2 separate regions of the Mus musculus genome follow, and region 2 is linked to region 1. Evidence: chromatin contacts called from public ChIA-PET data. All regions are on one chromosome and are shown on one strand. The core of a region is the stretch at or near the end of the contact, and the rest is flanking DNA. Distances in the headings are between cores, read along the strand shown. Region 1 holds the start of 0610039K10Rik (RIKEN cDNA 0610039K10 gene). Region 2 overlaps Stk4 (serine/threonine kinase 4).

Region 1 (7,713 bases), core at 2,813-5,312:
ACAGTAATGTCAGATCTGTAGCTTCCACCCATTGCTATAGCTTATACTGATTTGTGATACTTTGCTTGAAAGTACGAGCAAACTAATTATAATGGTTCGTTTATACTTGGCCCAGGGAGAAGCACTAATAAGAGGCGCAGCATTGTTGGAGTAGGTGTGTCACCACGGGCATGGGATTTAAGACCCTCTTTCGTGCTGCCTAGAAGCTAGTCTTTTCCTGTTTGCCTTTGGTTTTTTTTGGGTTTTTTTGTTTTGTTTTGTTTTTGTTTCTGTTTTTTTTCGAGACAGGGTTTCTCTTTATAGCCCTGGCTGTCCTGGAACTCACTTTGTAGACCAGGCTAGCCTCGAACTCAGAAATCCGCCTGCCTCTGCCTCCTGAGTGCTGGGATTAAAGGTGTGGCGCACCACGCCCAGCTCCTGTTTGCCTTTGGATGAAGATGTAAAACTCTCAGCTCCTGCTGCATCTAGCCTGCCTGGACACTGCCATGCTCCCACCTTGATAGGAGACTGAACTTCTGAACCTGTAGGGGTAGAGAATGTGACCCACAGAAACACAGCTTAATGACAGATTGCTGTAATAACAAGAGGTTTTTATTCCGATTCGTGGGGTCGCTCAGCCTTGCAGGGAGAGTCAACCCTGATTGTCCAAAATACAGCTATTTTATACTCTTTTGAAGGTGTTTACACAGCTATATTATTATTGGCTAGTAAAGCAACCGTATAATTTATTTGTTTGTTTGTTTTTCTTTTTGGTTTTTTTGAGACAGGGCTTCTCTGTATAGCCCTGGCTGTCCTGGAACTGACTTTGTAGACCAGGCTGGCCTCTGCCTCCCAAGTGCTGGGATTAGAGGCGTGTGCCACCACCGCCTGGCACAACAGTATAATTTTAATTTGGCAGAAAACTCTGTCAGCAATCAGCAAGATCAAAGCAGTTTATAGTTTTCCTCAGAATTCAGACTGAGGAGGGGTAGGGAAGTTTTCTCAAGGACGGTTATTTCTGGCAGCTGTGGTCTTTATGACCACTAGTCTGTCCCTGAAGATAGGGAAGGGGCCCAGTGGTCTTGAATTTGTTTACACTGGCAGGGGAAGGGGAAATTCTTTAAGCAGCAGGAGACAGCAGGAGATAGGGAGAAGCTGCTGCAGAAAGCTTGCAGCAGGAGACAGGGAAGCAAAAGCTGCAAGCTCTGTAAATAGCTTTGGTGTACATCAGTTAAGCTAGAAACTGTATTTCTTCATAACTAGCCCTGGTTAAATGTTGTCCTTATAAGAGTTGCCTTGGACCGGGCGTGGTGGCGCACACCTTTAGTCCCAGCACTCAGGAGACAGAGGCAGGCGGATTTCTGAGTTTGAGGCCAGCCTGGTCTACAAAGTGAGTTCCAGGACAGCCAGGGCTACACAGAGAAAACCTGTCTCAAAAAAAAAAAAAAAAGTTGCCTTGGTCATGGTGTCTCTTACAGCAGTAAAACCCTAACCAATATACCTATTTATTTCTCTGTGCCACAAATACCTTTTAGAGGAGGCTGTACTTTATACCTCTACATAGAAATCAGTAACTATTATGTAATCTACCTGTTACTATATGCTTTATCTTCTCTCTATTTCATAAATGAAGAACTCAGGCCAGAAATCTAGCCTCAAAGTCTCCCTCATCTGACTTAAAGAAGCAACTCCTAGAAAATACGGCCACAGAGCCCCATTTAAAGGGAAGTTTTAAAGGTAGGGTAAGTATTTCTCATGCCAATGCAACACAACAACACATATCTACCCCACTGACTTTTTCAAAAGACAAAAGTCCTTATCCTCATGCTAAAATCCTCCTTTGCCTCTTCTTCTTTCCCTCCTAAATCAGACATACAAGCAGCAATGAAAGACCCCACCATAAGGCTTAGCAAGTTAGCTACAGTAACGCCATTTTGCAAGGCATGGAAAAGTACTAGAGCTGAGACCTCAAAAGTTACAAGGAAGTTCAGTTAAAGTTTAAGGCTAAATAACAACGGGACAGGGGCCAAACAGGATATCTATGGTCAAGCACCTGGGCCCCGGCTCAGGGCCAAGAACAGATGGTACCCAGATAGAGCGGAACCAGCAACAGTTTCGAGACTGCCCCACCAGCCAAGAACAGATGGTACCCAGATAGAGCGGAACCAGCAACAGTTTCGAGACTGCCCCACATCAGTTTCAAGGTTCCCCAAATGGCCGGGACTTTCCCCTAGCCTTATTTGAACTAACCAATCAGCTCGCTTCTCGCTTCTGTACCCGCGCTTTTTGCTCCCCAGCCCTATAAAAGGAGTAAAAACTCCACACTCGGCGCGCCAGTCCTCCGATAGACTGAGTCGCCCGGGTACCCGTGTTACCAATAAAGCCTCTTGTTGTTTGCATCCGAATCGTGGTCTCGCTGTTCCTTGGGAGGGTCTCCTCAGATTGATCGACTACCCGTCTCGGGGGGTCTTTCAGCAAGACCTAATCACCTGAGTTACTCATCACCAAAACTCAGTCTTCCACAGATACACTCTTTTCAGGAAAAAAAAAAAAAAAAAAAAAGCCAGGAAAGTGGCATACTTCTGTAACCGCAGCACTCAGGAGGCTGAGGCAGAAGGATCTGCAGTTCTAGACAGGCTGAGCTAACAGAGTGAAATCCTGCCCCCACCCCCACCCCGCCGCCCCAAGTAATAATAATGTGAAGCATTTTACTAAGACATGCCAGTAGTGGGGACTCACATCTGTAGTTTCGGCACTAGGCTGAGGTAGGAGGATTGCTAAAAGTTCAAGGCCAACCTGGGCTACAACGTAAAACCATATTTCAAAAAAAGTAAAGGCCAAACTTCTTTGCCAGGAGTAACACCTTCCTACAATCCCAATAAGGAGAACTGTGAATGAAAGGCCAGCATGGGATACTCAGGGAGATCTGGTGACCTATCTCAATAAGGCAAAAATTAAACACGTACAAAAGTCCTTTGAAATCTTTAATCCAGACTGGACTGGAGGTGTAGCTGGAGGAGCTCTCAGAGATAAGCTTTGGACAAACAAGGTCCTGGGTGCAATCTTAAACACCCAGAATGACCAAAGAGATTGCCTAAAAAATAAAGGCATACAGTGGGTATCTGCATGATTTGGCTCCCTGATATTCTGTCCCCCTTTTTTGGCGTGGGATGGGAGATGGGGGTGGATAGTGGCAATTGGAGACTAAACCCACAGCCTCTAAAAACCTACCCATAAACTGTAATTTGCACCTCCCTGTTTTGAGACAGGGTCTCAAAACAAATAACAAATGATCTGCCATGGCCCTCCACAGCCTTTAATTTCGTACTCTTCTCTCATTCCACTCTGGTATCCTAACCCCCTACTGGGTAAAAACTGAATTAACAATATATGCAAGGAGTTTCTAGATATGAACACCTGGATAGGATATTTTCAAATTATGGTTTTAAACCAGGAGGAGAAAAATATACAAGATATCTTCGACATTACTTCTGCCCTGAGACATGCCATTGACATGAGCAGAGCCTGAGTCCTTGGTTCATTACATCAGCTCGGGAAGGAGAAAACAATTAGGCACTGTGGTTCAAGCTACCAAGTTCCTCTGAGGCAGATTTGTTAGATTATTCCTTAGGTTAAAGAGATCCTAAAATTAACTTCTAAAAACGTTTTACCATTGACAAGGGGAATCGGACTAATTTCTTTACTTTATCCTCACAACAGTTCTGGAGGAGAGGAATGCTAGGGTGTTTAATTCGAAAATATTTAGGCCGCGGGGCTTCTAATTAAACGCCTTTTGCTCGCGACCTGCAGCAGGGCTGACTTAAAAGCCCCGCTCCCAACCCCACTCAGTAGCGCTGGCATATGCCGAACTATGAAGAAAAATGACTACAGTGGCCCTAAATTCCCTGACGCCATCCTCTAGCCACTCAGGAACCCGCGCCGTGGAACCTCGGCGTCGCCTGGCCGCGGGAACCCTGGGTCCGGAAGGCTGGCGGGGGCGGGGCGTCGAAATTGTAAACAATGGCGGTCCGGCCTCCCGCGACCCTCCGCCCACAGCGAGAGCCAGCCGAGCCGCCGCACCCCGACTCCGGGACGACGGCTACCGGGCCTGGACCCTGGGCCTGCCCGCTCCTCTCTGTTAGCCTCAGAGAGTGGAGGGTCCGCCTCGGGCGGCCCGACACCCACCCCCTGCGCGCCTCAGGCCCCGGACGGCCGAGGCCTCGGGACTCACCCAGCTGGCGAGGGAGAAGACGCCGAGGACGGCCCCCATGGTGACGCCGGGGCCGAGACCGACCGCTCCGAGCGGATCCTAACTGCTGACTGAGGCGTCGCCTCAGAAACGCGACGGATCCTCAAGCCGGAAACAGGGCCCGCCCTTCGCAGGACGCCCAGTTTACGTCATTGGGTGGCCCCGCCCACGGAGGGGGAGAAGGCGGAGCCTAAGACTGCTGGGGTGGCAGAGGACGTAGAGGGTTCGTGGCATACAACTCCGGGCTCGCTTGGGGCGCTGGTGGTCAGAGGCAACATAAAGGTGCAGAAAGACAGCATGTTCCCTACGAACTGCACTTATCCTCGGAAGAAGCTACATCCGAATTAAATAAAGATCCTACAGACTGTTAAGTCGTGGCTGGGCAGTACTTTGTGATTATTGAGAGATGGAATGTTGGCAAACTCAGAGGCAAACAGGCTATGTTGGGCCATTCAATAATCAGTTAGCATCTGTAATCCCAGAACTAAAGAGGATGAGGCTGGAGGATCAGGAGTTCAAAACTATCCTGTGCTACATAGAGTTTCAGACGAACAAAAAAGCCACTCTTCTTACCCCACACCCTACCGGAAACTTCTCCAGCCTTGTCTCCCCTTCCCCTTTCCCCCTTCCTCTTTTCCCCTGCCCCCCTTTCCCCCTGCCCCCTCCCTCCGCGGGGGTCAGTCTGCTGGCCAGGTTCAGCTCACTACTTTCCCTGTCCTAGACTCTTCCCGATGCCTCTGGCTGTACTCGTTCTCATATCTATAATAAAAATTTTCTCCTCAGCCATACCTTGGAGCAGTCATGTCCTCATTTTGTTGGGAACAAGCAAAAGAAACTTATGCTAAGTACTACCGTTTTCGTTTTCTAAATTCAAGGTCTCAGGCCCTGGGGGAGCTGGGGACTTTACCAACAGCTCAGCAACCTCGGTTGAAAACAATTGTCTGAGTCCAGATATTTCAGGGACAACTTCCCCTCCTTGAAGGCCGGGCCAAACAAGGTCCTGCTCCGAATGCCTACCCCACTTGTCCAAATGTTTTCTTGTCTGTTAACCAGTAAAGAATATAGAAACTACTGTTATCTGAGCCAACATGCATAAGTTATAAAAACCTATAACCATTGCCTGTTATGCACTAATTGACTACATGCAGCTCGCCCACTCCTCTGTTCCCTTATCATTCTAAAATTCCGGGCCAGAGTCCAGAAGACTTGACTCCAAGAGCTGAATTAATGACCTTGAAGCCAGGTGCCCAGGATACAGCCCAGTCTCCAATAGGTACCCATAATATCAAAATACAATTAGATAATACTGAGGCTCCCCACTACCCCCTGCTTTGGGTTCCCATCCCTTAAAAATGTACAGATCCCAGCCAGGCGGTGGTGGTGCACGCCTTTAATCCCAGCACTTGGGAGGCAGGGGCAGGAGGATTTCTGAGTTTGAGGCCAGCCTGGTCTACAGAGTGAGTTCCAGGACAGCCAGGGCTACACTGAGAAACCCTGTCTCGAAAAACCAAAAAAAAAAAAAAAAAAAAAAAAAAAAAAAAAAAAAGTACAGATCCCAAACTGGCCGGCTCCCTGCATGCTTAGAAAATAAAGCTTTCAGTTTTAAGCTTATCTCTGGAAATGAGTTTTCTTTTTTCTGGCTTCCACCCAGAAACCAACAATTTCACTCAATAAGTAATATGAGATGGTATATACAGGAGGATTTTTTTTTCAGTAGAAGTTTATTCAAGGGCTGAGGATTGTAGTTCAATTGGTAGAGTGCTTGTCTAGTATTTGAACTCCACCTCTACGTAAGCCAGGCCTGGTGACCAATATACACCTTGTACTTGGCCTGAAGCGGTCGGAGGATAAGAAGGTCAAGGTTGGGCTGGGCTTGGTGGTATACACCTAGGATCCTTGTGCTTGGCCTATAGAGGGAGTGGCCAAGCCATCTCTGTCAACAGGGTCTCTAGGGAGGGATCAAGGATTGAAGAAACAGAGGATGAGACAGCAACACTATAACATGACTCCAGTCACTATAACATGAAAAAAAAAAAACCCCAGGTTTGATTTTTTTCCCATCTGCTTATTTATTTATTTATTTATTTATCTATCTATCTACACTCCAGATTTTATTCCCCCTCCCCACCCTCAACTGTTCCACATCCCATACCTCCTCCCTACCTCCCTGTCTCCAAGAGGCTGTCCCCACCCTCTACCCTACCTGACCTCTAAACTCCCTGGGGGCCTCCAGTCTCTTGAGGGTTAGGTGCTATCATCTGTAATTGAACACAAACCCCGGGGGTCCTCTGCTGTATGTGTGTTGGGGGATTCATATCAGCCGGGTGTGTGCTACTTGTTGTTTGGTGGTCCAGTGTTTGAGAGATCTTGGGGGGTCCAGATTAATTGAGACTGCTGGTCCTCCTACAGGGTAGTGCTCCTCCTCAGCTTCGTTCAGCCTTCCCTAATTCAACCACAGGGGTCAGAAGCTTCTGTCCATCGGTTGGATGAAAAGATCTGCATCTGACTCTTTCAGCTGCTTGTTGGGTCTTCTGGAGTGTGGTCATGCTAGCTCCCTTTTTGTGAGCGCTCCATAGCCTCAGTAATAGTATAAGGCCTTGGGACCTCCCCTTGAGCTGGGTCCCACTTTGGGCCTGTCGCTGGACCTTCTTTTCCTCAGGTCTGCTTTTATACCATTCTAGGTACAAAGAATGTGGTCAGCTGGGCAGTGGTGGCGCACGCCTATAGTCCCAGCACTTGGGAGGCAGAGGCAGGCGGATTTCTGAGTTCGAGGCCAGCCTGGTGTACAGAGTGAGTTCTAGGACAGCCAGGACTACACAGAGAAATCCTGTCTCAAAAACAAAAAAAAAGAATGTGGTGGTCAGTCCAAAGGCATAAACAAGGTAGATAAAAAACACACTAAGCATAGACAAAGGCCCCATGACTACTGTATTCAGGGTCTACAAAGAACACATTCCTCAGCTGTATTCCTGTTGAGCCTACTTCCTTGTCCTAACCCATCATGTCCTAGTCAAATTCCTAGAAGGCGGCACCCAGAGCTCTGCACAAGGGAGGAAGATAAGAAGTTCAAGGTCAGCCTGGGCTTGGTGGTTTATACCTTTAATCACAGCACTGGAGAGGCAGGAGAAGAGATTTTAAGGCAGCCTGGTCTACATAGGGAACTTTAGAATAGCCAGGGCTACACAGAGAGAGAGACACTGTCTCAGGGGGAAAATCATTCAAGGATACCTTCTGCTATACAGGGAGTTTGTGGCCAGCTTTAGCTACATGAGACCTAAACAAAACAAAAGAAAATCCAAAACCAAACAAACAGAAAACGTGGTCCAGGAGTCTGGGCTTGGCAGTTAAGAGCGCTGGCTGTGGGCTGGAGATATGGCTCAGTGGTTAAGAGCACTGACTGCTCTTCTGAAGGTCCTGAGTTCAAATCCCAGCAACCACATGGTGGCTCACAACCATCCATAATGAGATCTGATGCCTTCTTCTGA
Region 2 (7,713 bases), core at 2,117-4,616, 450 kb after region 1:
GTGGCTCACAACTACCTGTAATGAGATCTGATGCCCTCTTCTGGTGTGTCTGAAGACAGCTACAGTATAATAATATAATAAATTTGTAAAAAAAACTTGATAAAAAGTGTGTGAGAGTATGTGTGTGTGTGGGGGGGGGGTTGTAGTGTGGATGTCTATGCTGTGGTGAGGTATGCATGTGGGGTTCCACCGTGTTTGATGTTTGAGAGAGGGTATTTTGTTTTTCATGGTGCAGATTCCACAAGTTCTCCTGTAGTCACCTCCCATCTCCTAGGAGGAATGTAGGATTTCAGATGGGCTTTTTTTGTTGTTGTTAAAATATTTGTTTATTTATTTATTATATGTAAGTACACTGTAGCTGTCTTCAGACACTCCAGAAGAGAGCATCAGATTCGTTACGGATGGTTGTGAGCCACCATGTGGTTGCTGGGATTTGAACTCAGGACCTTTGGAAGAGCAGTCGATGCTCTTAACCACTGTGCCATATCACCAACCCTGCAGATGGGCTTTCAAGCCTGTCTTTCACTGAGTTAGATGCCAGCATTCTAGATGTCAGATCCATGTGGGGTTGGAATTACAGATACCTGATGTGGACACCTGATGGGGATGTTGGGAACCAAATGCAGGTGCTGTGACAGAGTAAGAAGTGCTGTGTGTCACTGAGCACTCCTCTAGCCGTCCTTACTGTATAGACATTTCTTTATTTTTGGGAGAGGATTTTGCAGTATAGCTTTAGCTGGCTTGGAACTCCTAGTCCCCTTGCTTCAGCCTCCTGAAGGCTGGGATACGAGGCCTTTGCCAAGATGCCTGCTTTCTAAACCCTTCTGTAGAGTCTTTGAAGCCAGCATTGCTGTTCTGATGTCCACTTGTAGCATCTGATCATGCCAGCCGCCTCTAAGCCGTTTGGAAGGCTTTGGGTTGCAGTTAGGTTGTTCCTTAGTTTTCCCAGTGACTGCCTCAGGACTCATTCCACTGTTCAGCTGCCATCTGCTTCCCAGCTTACAGAATTTTCTGGCTCTGCTTTGCATTTTTAGATGGTTTGGGCAAGAAGTGACAATAAGATGTGTTTGTCCAGTCTGTCATCTTTTAGCAGAAATCTGCAATTAGTTTCTTTTTCTGTTTTGGAGACGGTCTTCTGTAGCCCAGGCTGGTGTTAGACTCCATCCCTCTGCCTCAGCCCCCTGGGTTAGCAGCACACGGCTATCTGTGAGACTCAGTGTGTGATGCAGCTTGGGTTTCATGTGTGAGTGTGCTGTTGCACACTGGGTGCTCACTGACCTTGCTGTTTAAGTTCCTACAGCCACAGTGTGGTGGGGATGTGTGGTAAGCGTCAGGAGCTGGAGTTTTTAGTGCGTATTTGATTTTTGTCCTTAGGATAATTGGCCCCCCCCCCAAAAAAAAAAACAAAACAAAAAACCCTTTAACTTTCAAAAGACAAGTTCTTACTGTGTAGCCCTCTCTGGCCTCTGTAAACCAGGCTGACCTCAAACTCAGAGGCCCTGCTTCTGCCTCCCGGGTGCAGAGTGTGTGCCTCATCACTCTGGGTTCCTTCCCTCCCTTTTAGGCACAGCCTCATCCTGTAGCCAAGGCTGGCCTGGAATTCCCTGTGTAGCTTGGTCTTGAAGCCTCCGTCTGTCAGGGCTGCTTAGAGTACAAGAGTGAACTAAGGACCGGCTGGGCAGGCTTAGATTCATATTCTATCCCCATCTCAGATTCATGTTTATTCATTCATTCTGTCTGTCTGTCTGTCTGTCTGTCTGTCTGTCTCTCTCTCTCTCTCTCTCACATACATACACACACACACACACACCCCTCTCAAATTTGTATTTTAAAGTTTTATTTTTGTGTGTTGGGTGCAGTGCCTTTGGAAAGCCAGAAGAGGGTGTTGGATCTTTTGGAGCTGGAGTTATAGGTGGTTGGGAGCCACATGGTTGTTGGGAGCCAAATTCAGGTCCTCCAGAAGACTAGGGAGTGTTCCTAACCACTGAGCTGGCCGGCCTGCTTGTCCTTTAGTTTCTAAAGTTTTTTTTTTTTTTAAGGAAAATCAATATCTGTCTCCATCTCTCTCTGGATTTTTATCTTTGGTGTTCTGTTCCAGCACCATATACCAGTTCATCTATACTTCAGTATTCTTCTGGGCTTTGTTTTCTATATTTGAGAGTTACCTTATTTGAACTTATTTTGGTAAAAGTATTAGATAGAATTTTTTTTAAAGATTTGTTTATTATTATACATAAGTACACTGTAGCTGTCTTTAGAAACACCAGAAGTGGGCGTCAGATCTCATTACAGATGGTTGTGAGCCACCATGTGGTTCGGGGATTTGAACTCAGGACCTTCGGAAGAGCAGTCAGTGCTCTTACCCACTGAGCCATCTCACCAGCCCTAGATGGAATTTAAGTTTAGAGTTTCATACATGACTACCTAGGTTTTAGTTTGTTTCTGTTCCTCTTCCTCCTCTTCCTCCTCCTCTTTTTCTTCCTCTTCCTCCTCTTCCTCCTCCTCTTCCTCCTCCACTGAGATAGGGTATCATTACATAGTACTGGCTGGTCTAGAACTTTGATATAGACCAGGTGGCCTTGAACTCAGAGAGATCTGCCTGCCTCTAGCTCCAAATGCTGGGGTTAAAGGTTTGTGCCACCACCCTTGGCCAGTGCTTTGTAGTTTGGGGATATTCTGTCCTTCTCACACTGGTTTGAAAGCATGTTAAATTGTCTGTGTGGCATAGAGAGCTGACGGGCTTTTGATTGTGTGCGTATATAGTTATATGAGCCAGTTTTTGGGTTTAACGCTTTCTGTTGCTCTGTTGTACTTAATAACTCTGTAACTAATTGGAGTTTAGGATACACAGGTTACATAATTCTCAAAACACTTTCCTTTATGTAGCTATCCACTTCTGGTTTAAATAATCTAGTAAAAATAACTCTGGGTATCACCATTTGAAAACATGCTGGCAAGTTTGAGGTTTCTGCTAAGGAAATGATTAAGCCCAAGTTGTTTCCTTTGTTGTTGTTGTTTTAAATTTGGTGGACAGTGTGAGGTTAGCTTAGAAGTGCCATCTGTCATTGCTCCTAACTGACATAACCTAAGTCACAGGCACTTCAGGAGTATGGGAATAGGGATGGGAGACTTGTCTGTATCTTTGCTGGGTTTGGAAGTCCTCTCCCTAACTGTGCATCAGTTGTAGCAAGATTCTGGGAAAGCGTTTACCTGCTTATTAGTGTAGTAAGTGCCATATACCCTTCTTCAAACCACAGGGGAACCTTGGGACCATTTTTTATATCTCAGCTTTAAGACGATTTTTCTAATTGCACATATAAACCAAGGGAGTGTTACCGAGTGTAAGAAGGAAAACATCTGAGTAGCTCTGCCCTCTAGCTGTGACCGTTCCTAACAGTGCTTATCACTCCAGGCTGCTCTTGTGCGGCCCTGGCGTTTCTGTTGACTGGGTGTTGCATTCTCTTGACTGTTGTTTTGTTTTCACAGAAATAAAGCTGTATTCTTCAATATTTTGTAAACTATTTCTTTTGGTGTTGCAATAGCTTACACGTTTTCCATACCTGTTTTCATTTGAAATAGAGGTTTGCTATTTAGTTCTGTCTATCCTCAAAATTAAGAGCCTTTTGCTGTGTCTCTCGTGTGTGGGCTGTAGGTGAATGTTCACTCTGCCTGCCTCTTGAGAGAATTTTTAACATGGTATTTCAGTATATACGTATGTATTGTAATATTTATTTTTCTTTTTGAGCAGGGTCTTACTAGGTATTCCTGGCTGGCCTGGAACTTGCTATGTAGATCAGAATGGCCTAGAAAGCATGCACAAAGATCTGTTTGCCTCTGCCGCCTTGGATGCTGAGATTAAAGGCTGGTCTTACTTATTTATGATTTTGAGACTAGGTTTCATTCTAGGTTCCCTGCCATTCTGGAACTCACTGTGCAGTCCAGGCTGGCCTTGAATTCTCTGAGATCTTCTTACCTCAGCTCCCTGAGGACTCAGATTACAAGTGTTAGGCACCTGTGTGGTGATTTCTTAAAAAATTATTTTTATTATTGTTATGTAACTCAGGTTAGGTGCTTAATTATTGAGACAGAGTACCGCAGCATTGTCTTGATCTTGAGCTATGTTGTTCAGGTGGCCTTTGGAGTAGCTGAGGTAGAGGTGTCCCTGGCTTGGTAGTCACTTGAACATTCTACTTTTGTGTGTATGGTTTAGGGTACTCACATGTAAGGTAAATGTCTAGAAAGATACTTGGTTAGAGAGATATAGATATTTTAAAAAAGTTTACTAAATATTGCCAGTTGGTGAGGTTGTACTTTCTCATACTCCAGTGATCAGATGTTTCATGTATGTTTTTTATTAGTACTAGTTTAAATTTAAAAAATTTTAATAACTGTATTTTAATAATTGAAAATCTTTATGGTTCTTGGCCATTTGACTTTCTTTTTTTTTTTTTTTTTTTTTTAAGATTTGTTTATTTATTTATTTATTTTATATGTATGAGTACACGGTAACTGTCTTCAGACACACCAGAAGAGGGCATCAGATTCCATTATAGATGGTTGTGAGCCATCATGTGGTTGCTGGGAATTGAACTCAGGACCTCTGGAAGAGCAGTCAGTGCTCTCAACCGCTGAGCCATCTCTCCAGCCCGCCATTTGACTTTCTTTAGTGACTCATCTGATTATGCCTCGAGTATTGTTTCTAGATAAAGGCACTGTTTTTTTTAAATGTTTTTATTTATTCCTTGAGAATTTTATACAGTATATTCTAATCATATTTTTCCCCTTTCCAGGTTCTCCCACAGCTCCCACCCACCCACCCACTACATGGGGTTTGTTGTTGTTGTTAGTTATTTAATTTTTTTGGTTTTGCTTTTGTTTCTGTTAAGAACCAGGGAGTCCAGCTTGCATTGGCCAGCTCCTCCAGAGCCTGAGGCCCACCCTGGAGTCGGGATGTTGTTCTCAGTGACACTGTTGAAGGAAACAGACTTTCCTTCTCCCAGCAGCCATCAATTGCAAATGGCTTCTTGGCTGGGGGTGGGACATTGTCCCAACTTTCTGCATGTTGTCCAGTTGTGGTGGGTCTCTGTTACTTGCAGAAACTTCTCTGGTAATGGTTGATCTACGGGTGTAGCAATGTGTCATGAGGAGTTTTATTTATTTATTTTAAAGATTTATTTATTATTTATTTTATGTATGTGAGTACACTGAAGCTGTACAGATGGTTGTGAGCCATCATGTGGTTGTTGGAAATTGAATTTTAGGACCTCGCTCCCTCCGGTCAGCCCTGCTCACTCTGGCCCAAAAATTTATTTATTATTATCCATAAGTACACTGTAGCTGTCTTAGAGACGCAACAGAAGAGAGCATCAGATCTCATTATGGATGGTTGTGAGCCACCATGTGGTTGCTGGGAATAGAACACTGGACCTTCGGGAGAGCAGTCAGTGCTCTTACCCGCTGAGCCATCTCGCCAGCCCGAGGAGTTGTTTTATTGCTGTGTCATTTAGCAGAATAAAAGAAGCAAGTGTCCCTTAGGGCTGATGACCTAGTTAGTCTCAGATCCTTGGACTCATTGACAGCATAAGTAATGGGCTCCATCCTATGGAGGGAGCCTTAATGAAATCTAAGCAAAAATTAACCGGTTAGTCTCAAACATCCGCGCCACCTTTTACCACTTGGTGTGAACACAGCAGTTTTTAATTGTTCAAACTGTTCCCTTTTCTCAGTAGTTTTCATGCTTTGTGTTGGTCTCTCCCCTTTCCCTTTTAGGATACCATGGCAAAGAGGAATACAGTAATAGGGACCCCGTTTTGGATGGCTCCTGAAGTTATTCAGGAAATTGGGTACAACTGTGTGGCAGACATCTGGTCTCTGGGAATAACTGCCATAGAAATGGCTGAAGGAAAGCCCCCATATGCTGATATCCATCCAATGAGGGTAAGGATGCAGAGAGCCCGTGGGGGGTTAGCTGCTGGTTAGCAGTAGAAAGTGGTGTGGCAGCTTCCTTGGTTACATTCTAAACAAGAAATGAAGTAATTTTCTATAATGATAAATACTGTAGGTGTTATTCTTCCCCTGGCATTAGATGTCGTAAAAAAATAATTGAGGGCTGGTGAGATGGCTCAGTGGGTAAGAGCACCCGACTGCTCTTCCAAAGGTCCGGAGTTCAAATCCCAGCAACCACATGGTGGCTCACAACCATCTGTAACAAGATCTGACTCCCTCTTCTGGAGTGTCTGAAGACAGCTACAGTGTACTTACATATAATAAATAAATAAATCTTTAAAAAAAAAAAATAATTGAATATGGTCCTTTCTTCATTCTAGAGTGTCTGCTTGACCGTCTCCCTGAAGGATATAGGCTGTAAAATACAGAAATGTATAGGCTGACTTACAAATTATATACAATATGTATATATATCTTTTAAAAGTTAAGGAACCACATTTTTAGCTTTGTAAATATATGGGCTTTCTACTTAGTCATTTTCTGTGATTTCCATTGGGTCACCAGTGTCAGACAGTGTTTTCTTCAGGTTGTTTTTGCACTTACATCACTAACCACCATTTTGGTTCATATATTATCTTTTTCATGCTTTTTTTGGTTTGTGAATCCTCAGACTCAGAGGCAAAGGCTAGTCTATAGAACGAGTTCCAGGGTAGATAAGATTACACAGAGAAACCCTGTCTTAGACTCCCCCTCCCCCACCCAAAAAGAATTTAAAGTATTTAATGTGAAACAGTTTCGTTTTTCATAAAATGGGATTTACATCATTTAAAATCCAGCAATTAAGAGTTTTTTAAAGAAAGATTTATTATTTTAAATGTGTGCTACCTTGGAGGCCAGAAGAGGGTGTCAGATCTCCTGAAGCTGGAGTTACAAGCGGTGTAAACTGCCCGACAGGAATGCTGGGAACCAAACTCAGGTCCTCTGCAAGACCACTGTGTGATAGTAACTGTGAGCACTCTCCAGCCCTAATACGGGATAACCTTGATCTTTGAGAAGGAGAATTTAAATGTGCTTGATTTTATAGCAGCCTATAGTAGCTAGATAATTTTGTTTTTTTTCAGAGAGATAATTAAGCATATGGAAAAAAGCTTAGTAGCAGAGCTCCTGCTTGGCATCCACAGGCCCAGTGTTTTAATCCTTAGTACCACAGTCTCTTCAGCCTACACACATACACACACACACACACACACACACACACGCGAAAGGATTCTCTTTTTTTTGACACTGTATGGTTTAGAATACCTGCATGTGAGCAAGGGGAAGGGGAACAGTTGTTAGACCTCTGATCAGTTGTGAGGTCGCTGAACAGGTGTTTGTTAGGCCTCTGGTTGCTGTACTCCATGTAGACATGCTTTGTGTTTAGATATATAAAATCATTTTACCAAGCAAATGTAGGTGTTTGTATTGAAGTGTCTGTCATCTTTCTTTTACCTGATCTTTTTCTTTTTTTTTTTTTAAACTAGGCAATATTCATGATTCCTACAAACCCTCCTCCCACATTCCGTAAGCCAGAGCTGTGGTCAGACAACTTCATGGATTTTGTGAAGCAGTGTCTGGTAAAAAGCCCGGAGCAGAGAGCCACAGCCACTCAGCTCCTACAGGTACACACCGCCGCGTCTCCACGCCGCTCACACACTGCTGAGTCGCTTGCTTGGAAGTAGTAATGAGGAGTAAGACATTCTGCGCTGTCTGTGAGAGAGGTTTAAA

Evidence for each region. ChIA-PET counts read pairs in DNA pulled down with a chosen protein or histone mark.
Region 2: an RNA polymerase II ChIA-PET map of memory CD8 T cells shows a contact between it and region 1, with 29 read pairs. The contact joins the enhancer-like site here to the promoter of 0610039K10Rik in region 1. A contact is called at or near these places in 1 of 39 promoter capture datasets (pre-B cells), 1 of 484 Hi-C or Micro-C datasets (CD4 T cells) and 3 of 115 datasets of contacts at active chromatin or transcription factors (the 230-238 cell line, bone marrow-derived dendritic cells and memory CD8 T cells).

What each region holds. Positions count from the first base shown.
Region 1 is chr2:163,640,788-163,648,500 of GRCm38.p6, forward strand. It overlaps 0610039K10Rik (RIKEN cDNA 0610039K10 gene), which reads left to right and starts at 4,063. Exons shown (of 1, transcript NR_028113.1): 1 at 4,063-5,013. Serinc3 (serine incorporator 3) reads right to left here and starts at 4,356. Exons shown (of 10, transcript NM_012032.4): 1 at 4,211-4,356. The coding sequence starts at 4,249.
Region 2 is chr2:164,090,970-164,098,682 of GRCm38.p6, forward strand. Stk4 (serine/threonine kinase 4) reads left to right here. Exons shown (of 11, transcript NM_021420.4): 6 at 5,770-5,937; 7 at 7,470-7,607. Among named protein-coding and RNA genes, the nearest start is that of Stk4, 21 kb to the left of the region's middle. Within about 2 kb of position 3,367, at least 26 of the 459 cell types and tissues checked have an H3K27ac peak or open chromatin away from gene starts, as enhancers often do. A contact at or near this core is called in memory CD8 T cells and pre-B cells, where this site is marked.